Linked DNA regions of Columba livia: region 1 is linked to region 2. The links are chromatin contacts, called in public Hi-C maps. All regions are on one chromosome and are shown on one strand. Each heading gives the region's core, a stretch centred on a gene start, on an enhancer-like site or on the middle of the called end of the contact. The rest is flanking DNA. Distances are from core to core; before and after follow the strand shown.

The links. A called contact is a pair of places that touch in the nucleus more often than the background predicts.
Region 1: a Hi-C map of liver shows a contact between it and region 2, with 3 times the contacts expected there. The contact joins the promoter of LOC106145794 here to the enhancer-like site in region 2. A contact is called at or near these places in 2 of 2 Hi-C or Micro-C datasets (crop and liver).

Annotation. Positions count from the first base shown.
Region 1 is chr1:136,537,169-136,540,883 of bColLiv1.pat.W.v2, reverse strand. LOC106145794 (dystroglycan 1) reads right to left here and starts at 1,475. Exons shown (of 6, transcript XM_021293900.2): 1 at 1,337-1,475; 2 at 840-1,155; 3 at 135-376. The coding sequence starts at 1,091.
Region 2 is chr1:136,149,188-136,152,703 of bColLiv1.pat.W.v2, reverse strand. No RefSeq gene overlaps it. Among named protein-coding and RNA genes, the nearest start is that of BHLHE41, 13 kb to the left of the region's middle. Within about 2 kb of position 1,958, at least 1 of the 3 cell types and tissues checked has an H3K27ac peak away from gene starts, as active enhancers do.

The sequences.
Region 1 (3,715 bases), core at 226-2,725, 390 kb before region 2:
ATCATATTTCTATGGTAGAAAAAAAAACCCGACCTGTGTCAGTTATGGAGTACCCACCTAATTTTTTTTAAAGCTTTCTTTTTTTTCCTCCCCACTAACTATGGCAAAAGCAGTTGGAAGCCAGCAGTACTCACTGGTAGCTGTTCAGCATGTGGTTCAAGCTCGCCTCCGTGTCCAGGAATAAGATGCCATCCTGAACGTGGATGGTGAAATTTCCAGCCACTCCTGGTGTTTTCTGGGCACGTGTCCTTCCAGAGGCAGCAATGCACAGCAGGTACACTCCGCTCTCCCCTGCCATTGGCAGTCCTTGCAGAGTGTGTGTATTGGGGTTGAAGTCCAACCATTTTGGCAAATCTGCACCACTGGCTAAAGTCACCTGCTCCACAGAAGAACAGCAGATAAGCAGAATTAGAGATAGGAAATGGAGCTACTACTCTAGTTTTACATATTTCAAGTTCTAACTGGACAGAAATACAGGAACAGCTGCGAAAACGATCCATTTAAATATCTAGGAACCACAGTGCCTTGATTTTTGTGTAGTGCTTGTATTCTGTGTTTTTTTAATGTAGTGGCAATGCTTACTGTCCATTTTTAAGACCCTGCATTCTTCAGACTGGGTAGATTAAATACATGTCGGGCAGTGGTTTTGTTTATTTGCTTCGTATGTAACTTCTGCATTGGCAGTGAATGATGGTGAGATTTTTGCCATCAGTTCTAGTTATTTCTAATACATCTGAGACACTTCTCTAGAAGGAGAGTTGTAACGAGTTAGTTTTAGACATTAAAAGAATGACTGTTTGCTGCAGGATTGTACCAAGGAGTGTATTTAATAGCATTACCTTGTACTGAGTTATCTTTCCCTGAAAGGCAAATACTGGCACTGGATAATAGAATATTTTTCCCGTCAGGACAGTTGCATTTGGGATTCCTTGCAGGCTCTTTGTTTCTTCATGTCTGTTATCTGATCCCTTGGCAACCACAGCAGGAGTGTTTACACACACAGATATCAGTGCAAAGACAAGAGGGAGCATGGGGGACCCCAAGGCAGGAAACCTGTCAGGGGTGCCCGTGGGGTCCCTGCGAGCATCCATCCTCACCCAGCTGCTGTACGGTGCTGCTGGCAGCCGCCTGCTGCTACTTCATCGTGCCTCAGAGCTGTGGGGGAACGACAAAAATCAAACCCATAAGCATGTCAGTCAACTTCATCTCGTGGGGAAGCAGAAAGCTGTCAAATGTGGCAGGGCTTGCACTGCCTCTGTTACAGGCCTGCTGGTCTGTTTGGGCCACAGTGACATCTGGGGAGAGCTTATAGGCTTTTAAAATTCTTGGTACTTACCACCTCTGCTCCGTTCAGTTGGAGGTTTTTCGTGAGAAAATGCCATGAAGTACAAAGCCAGTTCATAACGCTTTTTAACCCAGTTTCCTTTGGACTTGCTGTTGCTCCCATCTCTGCTTCTGTCGTGATAAAAGCCCACTTGGTCTCTAGGAGATGAAATGCTACACTAGGGCCTCATCAGGGGGGCCTTCAACATATGGCTTAGAGGAGAGCCAGACAAACAGCGCAGTAACCTGACCTGCCAGGATTTTGTGGTACAGTGGTAGCAAAGGGAAAGGTGAACATGGCATATGGCAAGCAAATTGTGAGAGTAGAGAGGCTGAGACTCAGTATCCCTTGCCTTGGAGCATCAAGGACTGGACTTTAGACTTGCTAAAATTGATGCTGCTTTTTTAAGTAGTAAAATAGTTCCTGTAGGTGTGGGGCTCAAACCTGTGAGTGGCTTCCAACTTTTAGATGAGAAGGGAGTACAGCATGCCTAGCATAACTTTATTTAAAAGCACACAATGGGAAAATACTTGTAGGCAGCAGCAGTGTCTACTTAACCAATTGATACAGCTGGAAAAGCACAAACAACCTTTTGAACTCAGACGAGTGCAGAAGCCATGCGGTGTCGTCTTGTCTTGTTACAGCTCTTACAGCAGGATGGCTTGAAACCCACAAACTACTTTGCGTTGGCTCTGCAAACTCAATGGCCATGTATCTAGGAATGAGGTCTTGCTCTGCTGTTTTTTAACAAGTATTATCTTCCATTTGTAGATGTGTTTGCAGTGCGCTTTGTAGTAGTTTCCAAGCCTTCTGTCATGCTTCATTGCCCAGATCCCTTCCGTTTTAGCAATGAATAGAGTATGCTTTGGATAGAGTGAGAAGCGGTAATGTAAATCAATGCTCGTAAGCATGCATATGGAAAGACAAAAAATGTGTAGTATCTCCTGAAATGCAGTGGCTTACTAAAGCCTGCAGTGTGTCCTGCTGGAAGTATACTCTGAAAAAAACAGAAAACCAGGTGTGCAGAGCTCAGTGAATGTGCTTGAGGTTATTGACCGCTTTTGGACAGAGATGAATCTGTATCCAGGTAAGTCTGTTTATATTGCAACCGTGATTGGCTCTGAATAATTCAAAAGTTGCATTTCTTTGATTATGTTCAGTAATGCTGAGAAACAATTAGCTGTGCTCAAATCTCCATTTTTCATTGTCAGTGTCTCCCATGTTCCTTTCTTCTGCGATCTCTAAAAACATAATGGCATGTCCTTGTTCACTGATTGCAAAACTATCAAAAGAGTGAGTAGGTGGTGGGGCAGAAGTTGGAGTTGGAGATGAGAACTTTTATTTAGAAAATATAATTCTTAAGCAAAGGGAATGGGTGCTTGACAGCTGACTAATCTCTCCTAATGAATTTGCATCCTGAGAGCTTAGTAAATATTGCCATGTAACCATGTATGAATCATCAGTGTGCTCTAGAATGATGGGAACACTCTGAGATCCCTTGTCACTATGAGCTGAAAGTGGCCAAAACCACCTCCCGAAGCACAACATCAGCACAACATCTGCCCCAATCCAGGGATCCAAAGCCCTCGGAGCTACCTGTGCATTTCAGGTGGGGAAGTGACAGTGAACGTTTCACCTGTTTGGATCCCTCCTTAGTAACTGTTGACCAACTGGCTTTGACAGCAGTAAATATCATTTATTTGTTCTCTAGTGTCAGATGAGGCAGAGTATTTTCATGTTGCGTACCTTCTCGATACTCTGGAAATAAACTTACTAGAACTTCGCATAAACGTGTGAGGGAAGCTTAAAATCATTAGGTTTTTAAAACTTCTCTGGAGACTTCCTGTAATTCTGAGCTCATAATTAGCTTTTCTAGCTAAATTGCAACAGAGACGTATGGCGGTCTATTACATAAATGCCTTTTGATAAAACCAGAAGCCGTCTAAAATGCCACTCTGTGGCTAAAAGCAGGAAAACTTGTGAACAAATGTAGTTCATCCAGAAACAAGGACTCTCACCTTAAAGTATTTGTTTACCAACTGGAAGCAGGAAACATCGAAAGAATCATGGAGTAACTTCATTCTCATGTGATTTCGTGATTGGACTCACTTGAACCAGGTACACAGGTAAAGGTGGGTAAGTGTCATTCAAAGCTCACCTGAATCAAATAGGATCTTTTTAGGGCACCCATAAGTATCTGTAAAGACAAACATGGCTTATTTGTTTTACTTCACTTCTAGCTTTAGACACAGTATTTTTCCTGCAAGTCTATACTACATTTACACAGATAGAATTCTGAAACTGGAAGAAAAACCCCACTCCTTAATCTTTATCTGCAATGCCAAAGAACACAAATCTGCTTTTTTCGTTTTTCTTTTTTTAAAGATGGAC
Region 2 (3,516 bases), core at 709-3,208:
AACTCTTACAGATGCTCTGAGTTTGACACACAGGTGGTTTGCTTGGTCTGTCATGCTGAGTGCACTACAATCGGGATCCCGGTTTCCAGAGTGAGATCAGGAAGGAGGTACCTGTAGAAGGGTAGGTATAAACATGAGTAGGAAAAAACTATTTAATATTAGACTGCTTAAAAAATAGAAAAGGTATGATGAGTAGGCAAGAACTGCCTATTATAGGTGCTACCAAGGTAACTGAAGAGTACCAGAAAGTGTGTGGGCAAGGGTCAGAGTTAAGGCTGCCTGGGCATCCTTCAACATCTCCTGACATCTGAAGGACAAGGAGTTATCACGGCCTAACAAGCTGCCATCATTAGATAATCCTTGTGGGCATTCCTAGTCCATCTGCAAAGAAAAAAGTGATTGTGTAACCCCAGGCTGCGTGTGTTCCTGCTCCTTGGCATAACAGAGAAATTTTATATTTGGTTTGCAGTTTGTTCTATAGACCAGCAGAATAAGAAGGTAAAACTATATCCACCTGTCTGCAAAACGTGAAGTGGTTTTGCGAAATGCCTGACACAACTGGTCATAGTGCCAATTCCAGTGTTGTAAATTACAAAGTAAGCACAGTTACTTAAAATGACCTTTGAGAGTAATCTCTGTGCCATGGCCCAGGAGCCATCTATGGGAAGCGTGCTCCCATCACTGTCCTGCCAGGCCCAGAAGGTATTTCCAGGAGTCCAGCTCTTTGCTGTGATTGCTGAACATGCTGACTCTGCAGTAACTATTTTTAAAAGTACACAGTAGTGTCGTGGGGTTGCTTGAGTTTAGTAACCCCAGGGCAATACATTCAAAGGGGTAGAGGGCAACTCAGATGCCTGTCGAAGTCAATGAGAAGGTACCGCGTGTCCCCTCACAGAACGGTTCAGAGAATGGTTGGGGTTGGAAGTGACCTCTGGAGATCATTTTGGTTTGCTCAGAGATCACCTGCACCTTCTTCAGGAACAAAGCTGCCTGGTCTGGAATGACACTCTGGTAAAGTTACCCTAGCATTTTCCCTAGTGGGTACAGTCAAATAATTTGTATTTGTACAAGCCTGTAAAGAGGGATCTCCTCCCTTTCCTCAGATGGTCCCAATGAGTCCACGTGACAGTGCCTTTGAGATGCACACTTGCCCCTTTGACTGAAGGCACCTCCACATTACAGGAGAGTCTCAAGCTTCTGGCTGGTCCAGAAGGAGCAGAGAGGCAGTTCTGAACCACTGCTTCATGGCTGCATGCTGCACAACTACGTGCTGCACAGGAACCGTTTTGATCTATGCCTGTTGTCAGTACCATGAGGTAGCTGGAATTGCAATTCAGCCATGCAGCAGTGAATTGTAGCAAGAACACCACTGTGAAATGGCAACTTCTTTGCATGTACAGTTTCAAACCACTAAAGTTTCATGGGTGGCTTCAAATCTAAATATAATCACAGTTTGCTCTTTCCAGTTTTGGTGCACAGCTTTATTAGCAAAACAGGTAATTTGCGGGTGCTGACAAGAGAAGCAATAAGCTAAGTACTGTTACCTGAAAAAGAAATCAGAACAGAGTCAAATTTTAACCCCAACCACAACCACCCCAGAACTGCATCACTCAGATGAAGTCCCTCTTACTAATACCCCACAGTTACCTTTTCACCTTCTGGCTTTAATCAGACATGGAGGAAGTGAAATGCAGTGAGCCCATCTGCTGTGCATCAGAGAGCGTGTGCGTTTATTTCTATAGCCACAATGAGATGGAGCAATGCCAGGAAAATTTCCCTTATTCTTAGTTCAGGCTCTAAGAATATTTTGCATCCCAAAGGTGAAAAACCGATGGAGGTAACTAGAGTCTTGATGATCTGCATGACAAGAAAACACAAACCTGACACTTTATCATAGAATAGCTTATTATTGTTGTTAATTTTGACTTCCCCACTTTGCAGTCCCTGACAAAAAATTTAAAACAAATGGGCTTAATTCTACAAGGAACTGAACTCTTGCAGATGCTGAAGCCAGTGTGCTAAAATCAATGGTAGATGAGAACACTCATTTTGCAGAGTAAAGCTTTAAGTTTAAAACAGGCTAATTAGATCTCAAAGGTAAAAGCTTTATTGTTCAAACCTGGTGTAATGCTTGCAAAATGAAAGATTAAGTGTAACTTCTTTTGAAGTGCTTAGATTGTTTATTTTGGAAGGGAGATAAGTCCTCTGCTACCAGGAAGAGGTTTAACCTTTGGCTGAAGGTTTAGGGATAGCTTCCCATCCTAGAAGGTTATTTTGGTAACTTCAGACCAGGGTGCTGTTTACCATTGAGCTGCCTGTGCCCATTCAGCTCTTGCTATGGAGCTAGAGGCTGAATGCTAGGCCAGCCGGCCCTCCAGCCTCACTGAACCATAGTTGGACAACTCTGTATTTCTGTGTGATCAGAAGAGACTTTTCAGCGGAAGATCCATATATAAATGTGGGTACACAGAGACAAAGGGCAGATACTAATTCTGTTATGACCCTATGGAAACTTGCTTAGTTTCCCAAGCAGACAAAAGGGATAATGATATTCAATGACTGCACTACACACACATATATGTGTGTGCATATATGAAAAATGTATATGCTTGAGATCACTGTTATTCAATGATAATAACATAAGAAGACCGATTTTATTTCTTGGGAATGTTAGGTTGTGTTCCAATGAACAAAGACACGTTAAACAAGTAATTTCACTAGGCAGTCGTGCTTCTCAGGCTACTGAGCCCGGTTTTGTGGTTGCTCACAGCACCCAAAGTATGTGCTTGTCCTGTGTGACTGCACACCTGGCACAGGACAAGTCCAGTTTTCTTACCAAAGGTGAGACATGTTCCTAGAAGCAGGTACTTCCTGCTGTACGGTTCCTCAGATCACCATGGTCAAAGGTAGCAGCAAGAACTTTATTGAGTAGGACATGAGATAAAATGCCACACGACAAATTATTAATTGCTTTGTCAAATGTCAGCAGCTGCACCAATTATTACCTAAATGAGTTCAGATGGCAACACCTTAAAATGATCTTTAGTCTCAAAACTGAGTGGTAGGGCTGAATCTCTGTGCTCAGGTATGTTGAAGGGTGCTCATTCTTTGCAGGTCTCCAGAGGAAGTGCAACTGAGTTGTTTGTTAGTTAATTAACTTTATTTGGAACACGTAGAAAATATTTTGGAATCAGAAAATGACCAAAAAAGGCACCCTCCTACAGTTCTAACTTGCGCACTTTCTTTCTTCAGCCCCTAATAGCAAAGGGCACTTAGGTATCTACAGACAACCGTGGCAGCCTGTCATGGTTGATTACTACTTGCACACACATTGTTAGATCATCAGACTTGTGGAAACACCAGAACATTTAGGACCACCAAGCAAATCTCAGCCTGCTCAGTCAATTGTTTCTATTGATTAGGTACAGCACACTCCCAAGTAGCACTTGCAAAAGGATTTAGGCTGCCTCTTGAAATAGCATCGCTTTGCAAGAAGAGTAGGGTTGAACAAAAGTT